Regions from separate parts of the Danio rerio genome. Here region 2 is linked to region 1. The links are chromatin contacts, called in public HiCAR-type maps. All regions are on one chromosome and are shown on one strand. Each heading gives the region's core, a stretch centred on a gene start, on an enhancer-like site or on the middle of the called end of the contact. The rest is flanking DNA. Distances are from core to core; before and after follow the strand shown.

What was found. HiCAR-type assays count read pairs that join an accessible place to other places.
Region 2: a contact with region 1 is called in a HiCAR-type map of caudal fin, with 4 times the contacts expected there. The contact joins the promoter of mindy2 here to the promoter of polr2m in region 1. A contact is called at or near these places in 3 of 18 Hi-C or Micro-C datasets (caudal fin, hematopoietic stem cells and an unstated tissue) and 3 of 4 datasets of contacts at active chromatin or transcription factors (caudal fin, embryo and gastrula embryo).

Annotation. Positions count from the first base shown.
Region 1 is chr7:30,256,426-30,261,755 of GRCz12tu, reverse strand. It overlaps polr2m (RNA polymerase II subunit M), which reads right to left and starts at 3,339. Exons shown (of 4, transcript NM_001346180.1): 1 at 3,086-3,339; 2 at 1,896-2,462; 3 at 851-1,058; 4 at 1-620. The coding sequence starts at 3,195. The coding sequence ends at 477. It overlaps serf2b (small EDRK-rich factor 2b), which reads left to right and starts at 4,936. Exons shown (of 3, transcript NM_001160335.2): 1 at 4,936-5,025. The coding sequence starts at 5,019.
Region 2 is chr7:30,461,451-30,466,994 of GRCz12tu, reverse strand. It overlaps mindy2 (MINDY lysine 48 deubiquitinase 2), which reads right to left and starts at 1,703. Exons shown (of 9, transcript NM_001004517.1): 1 at 571-1,703. The coding sequence starts at 1,389. It overlaps adam10a (ADAM metallopeptidase domain 10a), which reads left to right and starts at 3,077. Exons shown (of 16, transcript NM_001430987.1): 1 at 3,077-3,239. The coding sequence starts at 3,173.

The sequences.
Region 1 (5,330 bases), core at 2,090-4,589:
GTTTCTGTTATCCGATTCAAAGAACCAATCACAAGCTTGAGGGCTCGAATCAGGGGATTTTGCTTGAACAAACACTAAGAAAGGTCATACAAAAATATTCTATTACCATCTTCGCAATAACATATCAACTACACCCTTGAAGGTATGGCTGATAAGAGCTTCAAATTATATTATTCTGTAAAAGACAACAGGTGTGGACCTGTCGAGGTAAGTTTTTTTGGTATCAGCTTGCCAAGATAAGCGGTTACTGAGAGAAACTAACATTTCCACATGCAAAAACAGTCTAGTTTTTACAGAATAGCTAGATGCAACCTGCTATTATTCATCTTGATTTGCCGATTCTGGGCCTTTCTCTTGTCCTCAAGCTGAAAGACTCTCTCCAGGGTCCTGAAGCATGGGCTCTAGGCCGAGAGCTGGTCCAGGGCAAGGGGCCAAACATATCAACAAGCCAGTATCCTCCCTATAGGGCCCCACGATCAGTCCTCCTCTGAAGAAAGCAGGGCCCCATCATCATGCACCTCTCTATAGGCTGCCAGTGGGCCTCCTTCTGGGTTGTAACTCTCCATCCTGATACTAAGACCATCTGCCAGCTTCTGGGCAGCTTGTTTGGCCTGCATCTCCTGAAATGAGCATTATAGACAATCACATGACTGCACTACTTCCAGAATACAAATTGAGACATGAACAACACACATACAAAAGCAGCAAACATGTATAATTTTTACACAGTCGATTGGGAGTATTCAAAAGTATGTTGAAATTGTTCATGTTTCTGTGGGATAAAACTTTTTGAAATGTTGAAATGTCGTTGGTCAATATGATTACTCAAACCTTTGCTATGGACACCTACCAGCTGCTTTCTGGTCTGCTCTTGCAGAAGGGCTGCCGACTCCTCTAATGACAGTAACTGGGCTGGACTGTGGTGCAGTGGTGGAAGTTTAGCTGCGGTGATGTCATCCAGGTGTTTTCGGTCTTGTTGTTTTCTGGCTTCTGCAGTTAGTGGTGTGGTGCTGCCAGACGCCTGACTAGATGATGGAGACTCAGATTTTGCAATTAACCTAAGAAACAAACAAGAAACAGGCGAGCAAGATTATAAAAAACCTAATTAATATGTAGATGGGAATTATAATTTGCTTTTGCTAACACCATGGAGGGGGCAAGTAAACATGAGATACTATATAAAGCCATAAGTAGTGTTTAAGGCTAAATATTCATAGGATAATGTTTAGCATTATTTGATTTATCACAATAACTTCTTAAGGTTGAATTCAAACAATAGTGTATTTTGTGGGAAAAGTACTGTAAATATGGTCATGTTTTCATATTATGTTATAATGTACAGTGCTACCCTTTTGAAAATAGTTGCAAATCAGGGATGTTAAAACACCACCCACAATGCTAAGGTATTCAGGGCTGTATTCTATTTTTAAAGGCAAATAGTTTAATTTTGTTTTGTTTTTTGTTATGCCTGGGAAAGAGATTTGTTCAAGTGTGTAGATTGTTCACATCTAAACCCAACTTTGACCAAGAGTTAAACGAGGTAAAACTCTTATGAAAGCCTTAAAATTGGTTAAAAACAAGAATGCCCTTGGGTTGTTTTGTTTTTTTTTTGGTTTAGTAAAAAATTTTTTTGAAAGCTCGTTTTTTTTTTATTTTTTATAGTATTTTATTATTTTTATTGACTACTTCCACAACTGTCTGACATATTGAGTAAGAGTTTCAAAATGACTATCGTCATAATATTGATCAAGAGTGACATAAAATGTGTGTGAACTCCAACATAACTATTTAGACAGTGTTTGAATTGCGAAAAACACAAGATTTAAGCATAATAATGTAGTATTCGTTTTGATCTTAATTTAAAAGATGTGTAATAATAGTGTATTTCCACTCACTGGTTTGGTTTGAATCTAGATTTCTTCATATTCACACTTTCCTCTGTCTTCTCCAGGACTTCTATGTAATGTGGTTTCTTCAGTGGCTTAGTGTCCAGAAAGGGCTTACTTGGAGGCTGAGTTTTGATATTGTCTTTGTTAGAGCCATTATTGCTTTCAGCAAATGTTACTCGTCCAAATGCCTTCACAAGCTCTGTGTCTTTCAGCAATGAGGCTGCTGCATTCACACCGGCTGTTTCTAGTGTTTCAGCAGCCTGCAGACGGGCTGTCAAAAACTCCTCCTGGCCAAACAGATCACCATTTTCCTGTACGCTAACCACGTCAGTATTGACATTGGCTTCCTTTTTGTCATGGGATGGGATAACTGTGTCCAATTTTGAGTCTAAATGATTATCTTTGCTTCGCTTGGCAAGGGCTTGCTGATATTTCGACTGAAACTCTGTCCGGACAGAGATTAAACCTGCTTGCTTTCTCTCCTCCTCCTCCAGATGCCCGAGTGCAAGATGCACTTTCTCCACAAACTCAGCAATCTTCTTCCCCTTATCTGGGAGGGTTTGAATAAATCTCCTGAAAGAGATTATAAAACACTATTCATGCTTCATTACGATTATGAGGTCTTTTATACAATACAAGCGGTTTCAAAAATTATTCAAAAAACAATACAAAAAAACAACTTATGAAATAAATTAATGTCCATCCATTACTTCAACAACTGTAAGCACACTTCTATTTTCACACACAGGTATGTTAAAAGGACAGTTCACCGAAAACGCAAATTCTGTAATAATTTACTCAATACATTTACTTAATTCACATGTTTATGGGTTTTTTTCTTCTGTTAAACACAAACGGTATTGGCATTTGGTGATATTTGTTTTTCATACCATGGAGGTCAATAGTTACAAGTTTTCAGCTTTCTTTAACATATATTTTTCTGTACGAAAAGAACGAAACTCGTAAAGGTTTAGATTCACTTGAGGGTGAGAAAATGCTTATCGTTGGATGAATTATCTCTCCAAGTTAACTGTAAAATTAACTGTCAGTTGATCTGGAATGATCCAGAAGTTTATCAACATAGACATCGAGCCAATAAGCCAAACGTTTGTTGTTTAGTTAGACGCCAATCATGAATAACACATTTAGGATAAATATATACGTGGGTGTAAAATAAAGTACCTGAAATCACTTACTTATTAGACAGTATCTTTTCTTGTCGTGAAAGTATTTCAAGGAGCTCATCTTTACTTTTGTTTCTCAGATCACCCACTTCCCCCTGTCGCGCTACCCACGACGGCAACATGATCAAATATGTGAAGAATAAATAGATTAGTAAAAGTTTCACAATGACACGCTATAAAAATTCATAACTGACAGGGGATGCTAGATATCAACTTGTGCCGCCATTTGTCAAAATGTGCAAAGACTGTGAAGTAAGCGACGAGTATACCACAGCAGATGTGTCACGTACATTACAAATTAAAAGACCCAAACTTGTGGAAGTGGAAGCGGTTCCAGTTGAACATATTTAAAGTTAGCGTCCTAGATTTTTTGTTTGTTTGTTTATTTGTTTGTTTTATAAGATTTAAATAAAATCTACTAATATCCTAACAATAGCATGTAAATTGGGTCGTTGAGAAATTAATTGTTTACCTTTATTTTTATTAGAAGGACAAAAATTAATTTTTTTTTCGTGAAAATGCTGCATGCAAGGCAGAATAAAGCTGTTAACAGCTTTAAAAGAATTGTTATATTCGTTTTTTGATAAGACATTTAGAAAATCTGTCTACGGAGAAAAGATTAAAAAATGAAGTGGTGTCCTCTGCTGGTCAGACTAATGTACTTCACTATGAAGCTTCAAAACATAAGGACGGTACAGTTTACTGTACTTTATAATAAAGGAAAAACAAAAGCCACTGAACAATATTTATCTCATTTTCTCTGTCATATACGTTTCTCTGTCAGAAATACGCAATCAATTCCCTTATGTGCCATAAGTAGGACTTATTTCATATGTTTTAATTTTCCATTTTAGCCATTTCCATGATTGTTTTAGAAAACATATATATATATATATATATATATATATATATATATATATATATATATATATATATATATATATATATATATATATATATATATATATATATATATATATATATATATATATATAAACAATTTCAAAATAAAGTTGGGCACAGTCTCTAATAAACAAACAAAAATCAAACCAGAAGCAAGCTGAGTAGGAATATCTTCAAAACAAACAAACAAAAAAAAAACCTTTGAAATAATTACTGGGGCAATATTTATACATTAGTTTAAAAATATATCTTCCTTTTACTTTATTTCTTATTAAAAATATATGTGTGGTGAGTTATACACACACACACACACACACACACACACACACACACACACACACACACACACACACACACACACACACACACACACACCCCATATATATATATATATATATATATATTAATATTATTATTGCTTGAACTGACATTACAAGAACATCAGAGCAAAGTCCAAGGGATCACAGACAGTGAGACAGATCTTAAAGAAGGTTAATAATATACATAGTCATAAGAAAAAATATAATCACATACAAACGCCAATAGCATACCATTGGGCAAAAAGGGAAACAATAAAAAAATAATAAGAATTATTGTATTATTAATAATAAAAAAATAATACTAGAAATACTAAATTAAGTAAACAAAATTAAACGAATGAAATTACAATGATAGCTAAATAACCATAAGGAAAGCAACTACAATCGAGGATCTTCTTTAAATACATATGCATAACATTTTAGGAGGGAGTAAATTCTATTCCAAAATGAGCGACGGGTGGGTTATTATTTGCGAATTTATGTTTGTGAATGAAAAACGAGCCATATATGATAAAACAAATCTGATGTGTTCCAGGGGTTTATCTTTTGGACTATTTATGTGTGGTGATTTCCTTCGTGTGACGTAATAAAGAATGAGCTGCTGTGTTCCGATGCGGTGTTGTCGTAAAGCTTCCTAGTATTTTCGAGACCGCCAGCCATCATAAGGACGGGAGTTAACGCTAGGCTGAGCTTTGCGCTCCGGCGACAACTAAAGAGCAATCATGACGAGTGGGTATTGATTGGTATTATTATTTTTATTTTTGAAAGATATTATATCAGCTTCAGTTATCATTTATGAAAGTACTTTAAGTTAATCCTCATTTTAAGAGCAGTACGACAGCAAGGCTAACAAACTAGCCAGTTAGCTTATTCTGTGTAAAGTCCACGAAATCAAATCACAAGAAAATCCCTTTAAGCCATCAATTTACAGTGGCTCTAGTGAACGTTAGTTATTTATTGCATATGATAGAACACAGAAAACATGTGTAATCTAACGTTAATAGTTTCTTTAACCGGAGATGACAGATGTTTAA
Region 2 (5,544 bases), core at 454-2,953, 210 kb before region 1:
TACAGTACAGAGTGGTTCTTTTGGGATTTTTTTCTGACCAATGACCATATGTTCATGTTTTATTGAATGGAAGAGAGACTCTCGGGAACGGGTGTAAATGTCACATCCTGTTGATTTTCCTGGTTAAAAACATAGTCCCTAAAACAAAAATCATTCTACAAGTAGACATAGACAGACTAGAAAGCCAGGGAGGGTCTCATTTTTAGAAGTTTCATTACACGCTATTTATACATTGGCAATATTTCTTATTGATCATCCGCTAGTAAAACATAATCTTAAAGTGATTCCAGCAGGACATTAATTATCTGTGCTATCGTAGTTAAAGCTGCAGTGTGGACTTACTTTATGACTTTAAAACTCCCATCTCGCAAAGACCAATATGAGAGAACTACCTATGAGCAATTATTCAATATCAGTAACAAATGAACTGGTGTCTTGTAACTTATGGTAGGCTATACTTAATAGACATACACTTGACAATTAAAAAAATTCAAAGCACAGTGCAAAACAAACAGCAGCAGATGAGCGATAGTATGACCTGTCAAACAAGAAGCCTCTCATCATATTTACCTTCCATGACAATAGCAGGACATTCATAATAGCCAGCAGCGGGCACGGCCCGTTCTCGTTCTGTGTGATGATCGGAGTGTTCTCCTCCTTCCACTTTATCCACTTGATTTGGTAAAACGACTGACCGGTCACCCTGTCTTTGGGACAGGGGATTTTCGTCCCCTCGGCCCCGTATTCACTCTGAATAGCCAAAGCCAGTCCCTTCTCCTCCAGTCCTTCACTGTTGAGGTCTGAACTCGGACAGGAGTTCAGGTTGGAGAAGGACTCGAGTGAATCAAAGCTGCGGGACTCTCCCGCGATGCTGGGCTCACTCCCACTCGGGGGACCCTCGGAAACGGTGTGATCGTTTGAATTAGGGCTCGCAGATTTTGCTTTGTCCGGACACAAATAAGCAGGCTTGGACACCTTCGTCGCTTCTCCGTCTAAACCGTCCGCTTGCACATTATTGATGTCGGGTTTCTCTCCCGTGAGGTTGTTTACTAACTTTGAGGTGCCACCCTCCTTATTCCCAGCAGCGGTCACCGGCGACTCGTATCCCATTCCGTTGCTCAGCTGATCGGCCGCATCGGGCGACAGTGTCTCCGGTAAAACGCTGGTTTTACCGTGTGTGGTTTTGCTCACCGTCTCAGCAGCATCTGATGTCTGTGTGCAGGGTGTAGCATTAGCACCGCTAGCACTTGCACAAGTACTCAAAGTCTCTCTCTTCTCGCAGACATCTTTCATTCCGCCGGCTGTTTTGATATCTGCAGGCTCCGCGGGAATAGCGGTGCACAGGACACTTCCTCCTGCGTCTCGATGAGGGTTTGCATTCTTCTCCATTTCGCTGAACGCATCGACGACAACCTTTAACTAGATGGCAAGCTCCAGTCTCAGCTCCGACGACGCCATGACATCTCCACCTCTGACGTCATCCCTTCATGGACCCTTATTTACCGAGCCCGACTATTCACAACCACCGACTGTATGTCATTTTTACTAGCAACTTAAAGGGGTAGTTCGCCTAAACACCAGAATTATGTCATCGTTTCTTCAATGTGATGTAGTTCCAAACTTGTACGATTTTTGTGTTGTTTTACTTATATTATTAGAATAAACTATTCTGATTAGAATAAACTATTCTGAGAGGACAAATGTGGACTGAGGTTGTCATATATTCATTTCTTTCGGTGATGCACATAAAAGGTATGCAGGATTGTTGAAGAAAATAGTCATTCAAGCCTGTATGCAACCTTTAAAATAATGGTCGCCCTGTAACAACTTTAAAGAATTACTTTCTGTGAGCAAAGGTGTTGCTTTTCTTTTTCAGGCCATTTTTGGTCGTTGATTTGTTTTATTGTTTTCTTTATTTTGTATATTATGTATTATTTATATTCATGACAAAATATTAAAATAAATGTGTAGATTTTTTATCCAGATTACTCTCACAAAAGTATGCACGCGATAGATTAATGTAATCTTTCGTAGATTTGTAATTTCTCCTCACATATGGTGGTCACGTGTGAAAGACAGTACGTTTTCATGGACATTGACGTGACATCACGCAGTGTATTCCATAATAAACCACAATAAACCCGTTTAGTAATGCTTATATTCACCGCACGGTGGCAGCATTGACCTAGTTAGTTGATTTGGGTATTGTTTGTACCCTTGTGTTTGTGTTCTTTGGGTATATTAGATCCCTGACGAGAGGTAAATCTGACAAAACCTTTCATTAGGAACGTTTTAATAGACGTTTTCTATGAAACCATGCCAACACATGTTTAATTTTTGGTTACAATGATTTAACTACAGTGACTATGGAGGTTTTATTTGGAGTAAAATCATTGTGACAACAAACTAACTGTGATTTTGAACTATTGAACTATAATATTTGTAGCATAACGGTGTTAAAACAAGTGGCTATGACACATTTACTATAATAAAACCATGGACAATTTTCGAGATGGTAGTTTATAAAAGTGTAAATGGTTTTTATTCAAAAAATTATTTTTGTCAGGGTTAGAAGTTTGGTTAGTCGAGATTAAAAGTAAAAAAAAAATTACTGTAACAGTTGAAGTGGATGCAAGTTTGCATTTAGCTAAGGTTGAGTGAAATATAAACTACAAACTGTACCTTGATTTTCAGATTTAATATCTGAAAAAAATATCACCTTTATCTATGACAGAATTTATTCATTTATTTATTATGTTGTTCATTCATTCATTCATTCATTCATTCATTCATTCATTCATTCATTCATTCATTTATGCTAGAACTATACAGACACGTACACGCATTTGGCTGGAGAAAACAACTCAGAGAACCACACCCAATTATACTTTCAGTTTTAAACGGCAGTAATTGTCTTCTCTAATACAATTTATGTCATTAAGTTCAACAGAAGTCTCGACATTATATTGTCTTTCTGGCTGTTTTATGAGGCCGTGGGCGGGGTTTCCCCCTCTCTGCCTGCGCATGACGTCAGGCCGTTAGAGACAAGCGCGGAGCCGCAGCAGCCGTCACTCGCGCGCACACACATACACAAACGCTCATCAAGGGCGACTGCGCCTTTAAGACCCTCTAAACTAACAACCAAACCAGCCTCGGTGTCAATGTACGAGCGATGAATTTACTCGATATGGTTTTGTTTAAACTCCTGATATTGTTATACTGCTTAAGCGACTCTAACGGTAAGTGGGTTTTGCTTTAGTTTCTGGAAAAAGTGACGGTTAATCGGATTGTGCTTTAGCTGAAGCTAGTACGGGAGGGGTGAACATAGAGAGTGCGGAAGTGAAAGCAAACAGTAAAAATAAACAACTTATATTGTAAAACACGTGGAATTTGTGGTTTATTCGTGTTAGAGTATTAGCAGTGAACAGCGTGGTGAGGTATTTTCGTACTGACTTTGAGTGGGACGTTTCAGAGGAATGACAATATATGTTTAGCTAACGTTAACTGTCAAAGGCAGCCTGGCTAGCTAACTTAACTGGTGTAGAGAAAGACGGATGAGAAATAAATTCAATTTGTACTTGTTTGCATGTCTAATGTGTTATTTTTGAAGTGCGATGTCGAGTTCGTAGTGTTTGTGAGTTAATGTCTGAAAATACACGAGGACGAAATTAAAACTACACGCCTTTCCTGAAATCACTCACACGCAGGAGTCGGGTGGTGTTTTTACTTGACTAGTTCACAAGTCTTATACAGACGTAATTTTAATGAAAATACAGATTTTCTTATCAAAAATGTCTCAGAAGTTAATACAAAAGTCTAATAACCTTCACTTTCTATCATGTGTTGTTCACTGTTTGAGTTTGGTTTTGGTCTGTGGTCTAGTTATAATAACATTGTTTACCAACAATAGAAGTATGTTGTACGCCTCCCCTTTAGCTACTTGTGTAGCCTTGGCTGTGTGTTGCTGCCGCACACAGACGTTGCAGTTACTTAAAGAAATACTTTTCAACGTAAATTGTTATACGCTTCCAGTAAATTCAGATTTTTGCTGAAACTGTGTGCCCTTGCTGTCAGACAGGAAGTGATGACGTTTCAGTAGTACTTGTATGTCATTCTGTTTGTGTTAAATTCATTTGTCCTATTTAGCTGTCTGGGTGTTCGAAACAAGTCTATATTCCAACGAAGAACAGAACCAAGGCGTTTATTTTTGTGTATTTGTATTGTGTATTTTTTAGTATTTATATTTGAGCAATTCCTCAAAAAGAAAAAAAGTTTTCTCCAAAATAATGAAACCCTTTGTACGTTTTTCATGTAGGCTTGTTGTTTACAGTACTTTAAATTACTCAAAAGTGTCTCTGTCAATGTTTTTAAACAATTATATTTGATTTACCAAAGTCATACAAGTGCCAATTTCACATTCGTCACATCCAAAACGGAGATATGTCACATCCATAACGAAGTTTTACTTCATAAATGCAAAAATGTTAAATAAAATTTCAATAATTTTTGTTCTATAGAGAGGCAAATTTCATTCACAGAATTGCTACTAAGTATTTTTGATACTCTGAACTCGTAAACCTTTTGGTCACATCCATAACGCATGTTTGTTTTCCTCATTTAAAATATTAAAAATGTTTACAGATTGATATTTTTCTAATCCCATAACTTTATGGTAATTGTTTTGGTAAATGTAAACTGATATTTCAGTATAATGTTATCATAAACTTTTAATGTGAATTTATGTTTTAAATTTTTACTGCAAATGTCACATCCATAACTTTGGCATTGCTCATCATTATATAAAAATATTTTCACTTTTAACTAAGAGTTATCTCTAAATAAACTTACGATTATGTTTCACTGATAATCAGGAATTTGTGCTAGATATATTTGTAGTTATTATTAGTAATGCAATTAATAATGCTTATAAGTATCTGTTAATAATGAATATGTGTTTCCTAAAGCGTTACTTACTGTATTTCATATTGACTTCATTCCAGAATTAAATTCTATGCATACTAGGCATGGGCCGGTATAAGATTCTGACGGTATGATAACCTTGAAGAAAATTTTGGCGGTTTTAAAGAGCCCATATTATGGGTTTTTGAAAATTCCCCTCCATGTAGTGTGTAACACAGCTCTAAGTGAAGTGAAGTATCCAGCTAAGGCTTAAATCTGTAAGAATACAGTGTTTAAAACTGTTGATTCATCTATAAAAGAGTCGAATCATAGTGCTTCAAACGAGTCGCCTTGATACCGACTCATTAGGTGTTTCGCCATGACGTACGAACGAAACAAAGTTTTTCACGTGCACGCGCAAACCCGGGAGATTTCAAACCTGAGGCCCCGCCCTCTGACGCAGTAACCCAGACACACACACACACACACACACCCACAAACACACGCACACAAACATGCCGGTCGATTGAAGTCACATTGCAGATGGATATATTGAGTCTCTACCCAAAGATGAAACCTCAGCATTATAGTCAAGCAGTTGGAAACTACTGGAAACTTCTGGAAGCTACATGCTACAAAGAATAC